3 separate regions of the Mus musculus genome follow, and regions 1 and 2 are each linked to region 3. The links are chromatin contacts, called in public Hi-C and promoter capture Hi-C maps. All regions are on one chromosome and are shown on one strand. The core of a region is the stretch at or near the end of the contact, and the rest is flanking DNA. Distances in the headings are between cores, read along the strand shown. Region 1 holds the start of Npy5r (neuropeptide Y receptor Y5). Region 2 overlaps Marchf1 (membrane associated ring-CH-type finger 1). Region 3 holds the start of Tma16 (translation machinery associated 16).

Region 1 (3,441 bases), core at 128-2,627, 200 kb after region 3:
GGTCTGTATGGAACGCCAAGACAAGTGAAGTCTGAATAAACTTTAAAGCTTTTGAGAGCGGAGCTGAGTTAAGTTCTTTCTTTGACTAAGGGGAGAAAGGACAGTGAGCCAAGCTTAGAGAGAGACGGGTCTTTGCACTTAAATAAGGTTTCACTCTTAGGTTAATTCCCTGCTTAATAAAAATATGTATCATTCTCGCAAAAGATGCCAACCATGCAGAAGAATCGGATACATGTAGTTCTGCCTGTTTGCTGTGGCTTTGCAGCGATGGCACAATTCCATGACTCCACGTAGTGTGTGTTGTTCTGCAAGGCAAAATTCTGCAAAAGATGGCCCTGGACAAATAAGCACAGTACTCTTCAGCTACCGAGCATGCAGTACCCACCACCCTTCTCCTTATTCTAGATTCTTAACAGCAGGTCTCTCTCTCTCCTCTCTCTCTCTCTCTCTCTCTCTCTCTCTCTCTCTCTCTCTCTCTCTCTCTCTCTCTCTCTCTCTCTCTCCCTCCCTCTTCTTGAGACATCTGGAATTTGAAATGCACCCAGTCTTGGGCACAAGCTTACATCAAACCTTCATTTTCTTTTTCTTTTTCTTCTTTTGGCTTCCATCTAACAGTATGTTCTTTGAATAGCTGTACTATAGGTCTGTAAACTTACAGATAAGAATTCCTTTTTACCCCCTTGGAACTCAGGTGTGTGGATGGCTATTTCCTGCTAGCAGTTGACTTACAAGCCACCTTGCAAACCCAAGTGCACAGCTGTCTCCCTGTGTGTGGCCAGCTGTGGGACATGAAGGCAGCTGAATCGCCGCATCCTGGACATAGCCAGAGCTCAGCTAGGGCTGACAACCTGAGTGGGCACCCCGTGGGTTGTGGTTCCCTTACCTCAGACGCCCACCGAGCTGTACCCCGCGTTCCCCTAAGCCAAAGCGGGGACTGAGCTTCGTCCATCCCTCCTTCCCATACTAGGGACCCTCCCGGGACAATCTGATAGGGTCTGGCAAGAACCTGCTCCTCTGTGAGTTTGGCACCAGAGGGACCTGCCAGACTAGGAAGGATTCAACTGCAACCGTTTCCCCCGCTCTCCCTTCCCGCCGCCTGACAACTGCGGTTTCTCCACCTCCATCCCCTTTCTCAATCAGGCTGCCTCCCGGTCCGCAACCCACCCTCTTGGAAACCACAAGATGCTCCAGAACCCAGGATAGGGACGTGGGCTTCTCGTAGGGGCAGGCGAGGCCTGGAGTGGGTACCTCGGGATGCCCTGGCCGCTGCGGGTGCCTGGACTCCGGGGTACGCGGCTGAGTGCGGTCGCTTCTGCTTGAGATGGAAGCGGTGGCAGCAGGAGCAGGACCTGGAGGCGGCGGTGGGAAGGAGGGGCCCCGGAGCCGCCAGGGTTTTAGAAGAGCCTCGGGAACACGTGACAGTCCCTGAGACCCCGGACACCCGGCTCAAGATCGCCTGTTCCTGGCCTCCATAGTCCAATTTAGGTACATCCCGGTGCCCGTGTGTCTGTTTGGAGGCCCCGGGCAGCCGCTCTAGGGCTACAGGATGCATCCCCACTACCCTGTTCTCTAGTTGCAGGAGTTAACTTAGGGGTCCCACGGATGGTTGTCTTTCCTATCCTCAACCCCATAGTGGCTTCTATGAGAGTAGGCGTTTTTTTCCGATAGCTTTTGTGAGAAAAACCTTCAAGGTCCATGTTTTCTTTATGAGAGGGGGGAAAATATCACAAAATCCCAAACAGAACATCTTCTTGCCTTTCTAACATAAAGAAGTCTGGGTGAGAAATTGACCTAAACCTGCAGGGAACAGGCTGTGATGAAGCGTGCAAAATAGACAATAGGATCAACTCCTACTCTAAGGGGTAGTAGTGTGTGGGTGTGAGCGAGGGACATGGAGCAGAGGGAGCTGGGAAGTGGGGGTGAAATGGAGTCAGCCCTTCTTGGAAGCTTTCCGTATCAAAACGCGTGAGTGTGTATGGGAGGGGGCAGGGGGCAGCGGTGTTTTGTCATCTTTCAAAAACATAAAGACAACCTAAGGAAATGAACAAATAGAAACAAATAAAACCCTGTCCTGTTGCACCAAAGCTTGATTTTCATTTTTAAGATTGACAGATCTGTATCCTTTTGTGCAAGATTGTCACAGTATTTGGCCAATCCTCGGTTGGCCTGCCATAACAACAGTGTATTTCCTACACCATCACGATTACAGTGCTTAGCATTGCCTGAACTGTAACCCCAAGGCACTGTGTCGACTGAAGAGGACTTTGGTCCCTTGACTTTTATCCCATGCCCCTGGGGCAGCACTTGCTGTGTCTCAAAGGTCAGAAGATATTTGCCTGTTTCTGCTAATTTAGCAGTCAGTACTCAAGGAAACTGTAGTGTATGCCGTTCCCTCAGCCCAAGGAATCCAAGAACTTCAAAAGGGCTTCAAGAAAATATCATCTGATTCTACTGGGCTTCATTTCAGAATCACTATATTTGTCCCAATATTTGAACACAGAAGGTACCTGTGCAGGGTCCTGGGATCCTGCAGTGAGGGAAGAGAGGAGACTGGCTTTTAATAAACAAAAGCTTAGCAAACAAGGGATTGGTCCTAGGCTTTCTTTTTTTGGTTTGGTTTGGTTTGGGTTTTTCAAGACAGGGTTTCTCTGCATAGCCCTAGCTGTCCTGGAACTCACTTTGTAGACCAGGCTGGCCTCAAACTCAGAAATCCTCTTGCCTCTGCCTCCCAAGTGCTGGGATTAAAGGTGTGCACCACCACACCTGGCCCATCTTAGGCTTTCTTAATGTCAGCTATTGTGCAGTTCACACACTATATGTTGCCAGGTGGGTATTTATTCTCCTGTCCCTTGCAGTCTGACACACACCCTTCCAAATGCACAGTGAGTTTTCAAACAGCTTCTTAGAGACACCCGTGGTGGATGTCTTCCCAAAAATATAGCTGTGCTACATACTCTTGTCTATCCCATGTCAAAAATACAAGTTTTTTCCTTTTCCACACATTTGCTCTTAGCGCTATGTTGAAAAGAATGGCTCATATGGCACTGAGATGATTCTGAACTTGCCTGTTTTCATTTCCTCCCTAAACACACAAGCCCCAAAAGGAAAGGTCAGCGGTAAAGTGCTTGCCTCACAAGTGTGACAACCGAGGTTGCAACTTCAGCAGCCATGTTAAAGCTGTGTGTGGCACTTCACCCACAAGAACACAAGACCCTGGTGATTTGCTGGTCAGAAGGAAAAGCTAAAACAGCGGGCTCCTCGTTCAATGACAGATCCTGTATCAAACGCTAAGGTGGAGATTGGCCACCTCTGGTGTTTACACATATATGTGCAAGTAAGCATGCACATGTATACACCTTACACAATACACACAGGAGTGCACACACATGCACACACACTCACTAAAAAGCAAGGGTCAAGAATTCTTGTCTAAAAAAATCT
Region 2 (3,386 bases), core at 579-3,078, 140 kb before region 3:
GCACCAAAATAGTTGCTCATGTAATGTTCCACTGGAAGGGAAAATGTAGTAAGCAGAATGTGTACAAAGATACATAATGCAAAGCTGGGAATATGGAGACAGCTCAGAGTTAGAACATGTAGACTATTTTTCCAGAGAACCCAAGTTTGGTTCCCAATTTTCATGTCAGGTAACTCATAACTGCTTCTAACTCCAGCTTCAAGGAGCCAAATATCCTTTTTGTCTCTGTACCACTAACATGCAACATGCATGTGATTTACACACACACATAAATAAATAAATAGATAGATAGATAGATAGATAGATAGATAGATAGATAGATAGATAGATAAATTTAACATACAGAGAACATGAAGAAATAGCTGTCCTCTGGCTTCCAAATATCTTTGCCTTGAAATATGTGTTCATGCATGTCAAAACATACATACGCACATGCACACACACACATACACACACACGCACACACACAAAAAAACACTGTACACATGGTAATAAATTTTAAAAATATATTCAGAGAAACTAGAGTTAGAAACATTCATGTTAGACTTATTTTCAAAACAAGCTATGAAGTGTATCCAAACAGTAAGAAACATCAAGAGAGTCCCTGGAGTCATAGCAAGGCTTCATCAAGGACATCAGCAGTTAGGGCTCTAGTTAATTAGAGTCAAAATCTTAAAATCACAGCAAAAGCAAAACAAGCTCCATAAGAGATGTCACCGAGAAAAAAATGAGAATAATGTTGTGATGTGTTTGAATCCTAAGAGAGACAGAAGTTTGCACATTGAGAAGTGAGTTGTTGAAAGAACCAGGCATAGAGGCCTCTACCAGTGCACCCAAGTTCAGAGAGTCAGAAACAGATAAAGTAAGAAACTGAGAAATTTGATTACAGAACAAAGACAAATATTCATGGTTTTGCAAGAGAGCTCAGTAGGAAAAGATGCCCTCCTTGAGGCCTGAAAAACTGAACTTAGTACTCAGGACTCATGTGGTGAAGAGAGCACACACATACTAGCTGTCTTTTAACCTCTACACTTGGGTCAGGATACTTGAAGACCCACACACATGTACATACATGAATAAATTTTTAAGTGATAACATTAACTTCGAAAGTAATCAATGATAAAACTGAACATTTTTCTTATTAACATCCATTCCTACTGACTCCCCACTCTTTTGTCCTGATTAATTTATCTGACTAGTACTATCCTTGTCCTAAGGATTATATGATGGAGTTTTTCCTTTTCATATTTTGACATCCTACTTCCATGCTCTCTCCCTCTTAACACATGAACTCAACCAAAATAATTTGGTTTTACTTATTATGTCACCAGCGCCTTGACCAAGACTGGGAACAAAACCAGATCCAGGTAAAGATTTGTTTACTGTTACTGAATCAGCACATTTGAACTTGCACAAGCATTAAATTTCAAGGAAGAAAAATAAAGTTACTAAGAAAATAATACTTAGAAATGCATATACATATTTGAAGTTAGATTTTTTTAAGTCAAAGAACAGAATGTTTCTAGAACTTTCTAGCGTATTTAAAAGGTATGTTGAAATATTCATGCCTTTCTGATGAAACTTGTGATAAATACTAAATAGTCATGGTGTCGATACACAATGCTAATGAAGAAAATTTCTAGATCAAGCAATTACTGAGGGTTTCAGTTGAGGAAGGCTTTGAAGAACATTGGAAAGAAGGCTTGTCAGTCACAATGAAGACTAAATGCAAGGTTTCAGTGAGGAAAGAGCCAAGTGTTGAAGGCACAGAAAAGAAGTGGTTGGGAGTTGCCCTGGTGAGTAATGAGGCAATTGTAAGATGTCATAACACAAAGGCAACATACTTCATTTCTCTGGCAGATGTGGTCAAGGGCTGGCTGTTATGTGAAATACACTGGGGATGCACAGAAACATTTCATTAGGAAATAAATCATTACTTCACTCAATACGTGCTCAATGAAGAAAGCTATGCTTCAGGAGCTTGTGTAGAATATTTTTGACACAGCTTGAAGGACTTCTTTAAAATGTCTAAGCTTATCATAGAAGGCTTCCTAAACTGAGAGTATGTGGAGGATCAATAGATGTGAACAATCTGTAGATAAATGTAGAACATCCTAAGAACTGAAGGGGAGAAAAATGTGTGTATAAGCTCTGAAGCAGAAACCCATAAGACTATGCATAGGTCTGAATAAGCAACACAAAGGCCATGGAAGAGGGCAAAGAGGCTCCAGAATGAGGGAGTGAGAAAGAGACCAGATCAGAAAGCCTAGTCAGCCATAATGAGAAGTCATGGCTTTGTCTTTATGGAAATGGAGTGTCATTAAAGAAAAACAATTAGGAGGCTACTAATATAATTGTGTCATAAATAACAAATTTGAAGTGAACTGGAAAAGGTTGGAAAGAAAAAGACAACACAGAGATACTTAAAGGGGAAATGGGGGAACCTTAGTCATAGCTGAAATGTGAAAACTAAGGCAACCTTCGTATTTTGTTAAATGTACAGGAGTGGCCACCAAAGCACCACTTAATTGAAACGACACTAAAGCTTTGTATCTGAAGCATCTGATGCTTTGTAATGCTGGCAAAATGGCTCAACAAATGAAGTTATCACTGCACAAACATGAGAACCCAAGTGTCAGTCCAAATTATCCTTTAAAATCCAGATATGATGGAAAGCACCTGTGATCCTAGCACTAGGAGAGTGAGAACAAGCTGATCCCAAATCCTGAGGTTCAATAGAACACTAGTGTAGCCAAACTAGTCAACACTGAGTTCACTGAGTGACCCTCTATCAGAAGAAAAAAAAATGAAGGAGGATGGAAGAAGAAACCAACTTCAATTTCAGGTCTCCACATGAGCATAGTTATAGATAAATGTGCACAGATCCATACACAGATATGCACACATACAGAGAAACTGAGAGAAACATATATGTATACAATAACAATATACACAACAGAAAAGGAGGCCATGAATTTGTTTTTCTGCTTTATTTATTTATTCAGTTTATATCCCAATCGTAGCACCCTCCCTCCTATCCTCTCAGTCCAACCCTCACACCCCCTCCCCCATTTATCTTTCTCCTCTCCTCTGAAAAGGAAAGGACGCCCCCCCCCCATGGGAACCAAGGCAGCCTGGCACATCAACACTTAGCAGAACTAGGTACATCCTCTCCCACTGAGGCCAGACATAGGATGCCCAGCTAAAGTTAAAGGATCTAAAAAGAGGCAACAGAGTCAGAGTCAGCCCCTGGTCTGCTTGTTATGGGCTCCACATGGAGAACTGCCACTCACTCTGGTCCAGTCAGCTTGACAAGCCGAGAGGCTTGGAAGCTACTCACTGAGGCAGAAGAGTTTCACGGAAACTCACTCCTGGAGTCTGGCATT
Region 3 (3,308 bases), core at 96-2,595:
GCCTAGGTTGCTCTATTGTTAGACCCCTTTACAAAGAAGTCGAAAAAATCTGTCTACAGTGTTAATCCAGTATAGAGTTTCTTTCCCTATTGAAAGAGATCAGCTTGGTTCTAAGCTTTAGCACAGAAAGCCATCTCTTCCAACTTTCTTCTCCAGCATTTCCTTCACACAGCTCCTTCTCCCCATTCTTACTGAAGATCACTATTCCAGAATAAACCACACTGCAACTTGAGACTACACTTGTTATCTCTGTCTGTAATTCTTTCCTTCCCTTTTCCTTTGCTAAGACAAAGCTCGAAATAATCTCAAAAAAACTCTCCAAATAATTAAAATGTTCATCAATTCCTCATTCACACAATTCTCTTAGACATTGGTCATTTTTTCATTAATCTGATGAGAGAAGGCACGTCTAAGTCTGAAACCCATCTGAGGTTGGCTATGAATAAAAAAATAATAATCTTAAAGCCGTAAGAACACACACATGGAGGATAGTGGGGCAAATGAGAAACGAGATTAAACATCAAACATACACATGGCGAAAACAGATTCTCACAAATTGTTCTCCGATATCCACACGTACATAAAATCAGTTATAAACATAAATTCGGCCAGGCGGTGGTGGCGCACCCCTTTATTCCCAGCACTTGGGAGGCAGAGGCAGGCGGATTTCTGACTTTGAGGCCAGCCTGGTCTACAAAGTGAGTTCCAGGACAGCCAGGGCTATACAGAGAAACCCTGTCTCGAAAGAAAAAAAAAAAAAACATAAATTCGGATACTGTGAATGAGCTCTTTATATCGCTATACATAAACCGTTTATAACACTCTTAACTACTGTCTTAAAATGCAAACAAAACAGCATTGTTGCCCGGTAGGAATGGGAGTTGTAGAGGCAGGACTAAAGTCAGAACAGAAGGGCTGCGGGCCGATGCACCTCGTGGGTGGCTGTGACCCTGGGCAGGGGAGACCTGCACTTGCCCCAGGGCAGAGGTGGGTGGATCCACAAAGCGGTATTAGTTAAGGCCCTCAGGAAAATGAGAAACCGGGAGACGTGGACAACGCCACCCAGAGCGAGTTGAGAACGCGCTGGAGCACTCCGATCCTGGGGCAGCACCGGGGGCCCACCACCGCCCCACGCAGCCACTCCGAGTCCCGGCTTCTCCCGGGTCCGAGCTTGTACTCCCCGGCCGCCCGACCAGAGCCTCCCGGAGAACCTAAGGGGCCGCTCACCATGGCGATGTCTTGGCCACCGAGGCCGGGCGATGTCCCGATGCGACAATTTCACAGAGGGCAGCGCAGCCGCTCTCAAGTCCGCTTCTTCCCTAACACACGTGGGCCCCGGGGGAAACAAATAGGGGCGGACAGGAAGGGGAGGAGCTGGTGCTTTCTCTAAAGCGTCCCTAGAAACTGAGACGTAATGTTTTTCCGCCCGCCTTGTTTTACAGCCCGGGAGCCACACAAAGGCGGGGAGAGTAGAGAGAGAGAGAGAGTCGAGCTCAGAGAACAGAAGTCTGTCTGTCTTCTGTTTCTGACTGAAAGGCCGGCCTTGAGTATCGGCCAGAAGGCAGCTCTCCATGGGCGAGCAACTTGTTAGGAGATAGCATTACCTCACCTAGAGGTGCCCATCTCCCAGAATGGTGTAAATTCAGCCTTCACTTTTCCTTTGATTTTCTCTACCATTTTCTTTCTATATCTAAAGCCTGTCTCTCCGGCCTTGTTATTCCGTTTTTGAACAGCATGGTAAAATTTGATAGAAAGTCTTACGTAGTAATTATTAATCAAATGCCTAGTACATGCTACGCATTGAAGGTACTTTGACAGTTTCCCTACTTTCTTTTTTGTATAATTTCTATCTGTAGTGGGACATAAAGAAGTTAGTATTTCAAATACTATTATAATATAAATTATTACCATAGACTAAGTGGATTTAACATACACAAAAAAGGGGAGGAGATGAAGGATCAGGAGGAGAAGGGATGGGAGAAGAGGAGATGTATGGGGGAGTGTTAGGAGAGGGATATGGGAGAAAGGGGGGGCGAGGAAGAGGATGACAATGAATGGATTCCTTGGACCCTATCAGACAACTCTGAAATAAAACTAGAATCCAACAGCAAGAGAAACTACAGGACTTAAAACAAATACTTGGACACGTAATGGTACAATTTTAAATGTACAGTGGGTCACTGAAGAAATCAAGGAGAAAATTCTTAGAAACAAATGAAAATCATAGGCACTCTACGAGCTAGCTAAAGCATCCTAACAGGAAAGTGAGTATTTACAATAAAGCAAAATGAGAGTTTCCAAGTGAAGTAATAATTCATCTTAAGGTTCTAGAAATAAGAAGTCACTCCCAAACCCAATCACTGGATAAATAAATAAATTCATCAATCGATCACTATTAAAGCGGGACCTAATGAAATAGAGACCAAAAAAACCCTCAATACATAGGAATAGCTAAAGCAATCGTTTTTGTTAAAGGACAACTGTTAGTATTTTGTCTAAGCTCCACAACACAGTTATCTGGCAACAGCCAGGTAGGTTCTGCCCCCCCAGTTACCTGGCGTGGTCCCTCAGGGGGAAGGGCTGTGGGCCCACGGAGGCATCCCCTTCCCCATGCCTGACTACACCTCCACAGAATATATCCCCCCTTTATCTTTTTATAAACACATCAATAACAAGACTGATTAAACCCCTAGCCAAACTAGCAAAAGAAATCCCAAATTAATAAAAGTAAAGGTGAAAGCAGGAATTGTAACAACAGACTCCAGTGAAATTCAGATAATCTATAGAATACTTGGAAAATTTTATTTCAAAATGCTGATAAACATCAAAGTATTTGATGTATTTCTAAACATGTATGACACACCAAGATCCCTGAAAATATAATACAGTAAATGTGTTCATTATATGTAATAAGATTAAAAGCAATAATTAAAAGTCTCATCCAAAGAAATGTCTAGAATCAGATGGACTCATGGCTGAATTCTACCAAACTTTTTTTTTTTTTTTTTTTTTTTTTCTGAGACAGGGTTTCTCTGTGTAGCCCTGGCTGTCCTGGAACTCACTTTGTAGACCAGGCTGGCCTTGAACTCAGAGATCCTCCTACCTCTGCCTCTCAAGTGCTGGGATTAAAGGCGTGCACCACCACTGTCCTGCCCAAAATTTTAAGAAAGTCCTGATACTAACACTTCTTAAATCATTTCTCAAAGTAGAAAATGAAGGAGTACCTAGTTTATTCTATGAAAGCAGTATTATCTTGAATAAGCTCAGATAAAGACATAGCAGTTACAGACTAATTTTCCTGATGAACA

What was found. Promoter capture Hi-C pulls out the DNA fragments that hold promoters and counts their contacts. A called contact is a pair of places that touch in the nucleus more often than the background predicts.
Region 1: a Hi-C map of embryonic fibroblasts shows a contact between it and region 3, with 3 times the contacts expected there. The contact joins the promoter of Npy5r here to the promoter of Tma16 in region 3. A contact is called at or near these places in 3 of 39 promoter capture datasets (the 3T3-L1 cell line, hippocampal neurons and liver), 6 of 484 Hi-C or Micro-C datasets (cumulus cells, embryonic fibroblasts, embryonic stem cells and 1 more) and 1 of 9 other capture datasets (adipose tissue).
Region 2: a promoter capture Hi-C map of neutrophils shows a contact between it and region 3. The contact joins the enhancer-like site here to the promoter of Tma16 in region 3. A contact is called at or near these places in 8 of 39 promoter capture datasets (the C10 cell line, hematopoietic stem and progenitor cells, liver and 3 more), 5 of 484 Hi-C or Micro-C datasets (B cells, bone marrow-derived macrophages and macrophages), 2 of 115 datasets of contacts at active chromatin or transcription factors (bone marrow-derived dendritic cells and microglia) and 1 of 9 other capture datasets (liver).

The regions. Positions count from the first base shown.
Region 1 is chr8:66,686,717-66,690,157 of GRCm38.p6, forward strand. It overlaps Npy5r (neuropeptide Y receptor Y5), which reads right to left and starts at 1,378. Exons shown (of 2, transcript NM_001358958.1): 1 at 1,165-1,378.
Region 2 is chr8:66,341,288-66,344,673 of GRCm38.p6, forward strand. The region is part of intron 5 of Marchf1 (membrane associated ring-CH-type finger 1); the gene reads left to right. Among named protein-coding and RNA genes, the nearest start is that of Tma16, 140 kb to the right of the region's middle. Within about 2 kb of position 1,829, at least 25 of the 459 cell types and tissues checked have an H3K27ac peak or open chromatin away from gene starts, as enhancers often do. A contact at or near this core is called in hematopoietic stem and progenitor cells and neutrophils, where this site is marked.
Region 3 is chr8:66,485,185-66,488,492 of GRCm38.p6, forward strand. It overlaps Tma16 (translation machinery associated 16), which reads right to left and starts at 1,346. Exons shown (of 7, transcript NM_025465.3): 1 at 1,228-1,346. The coding sequence starts at 1,230.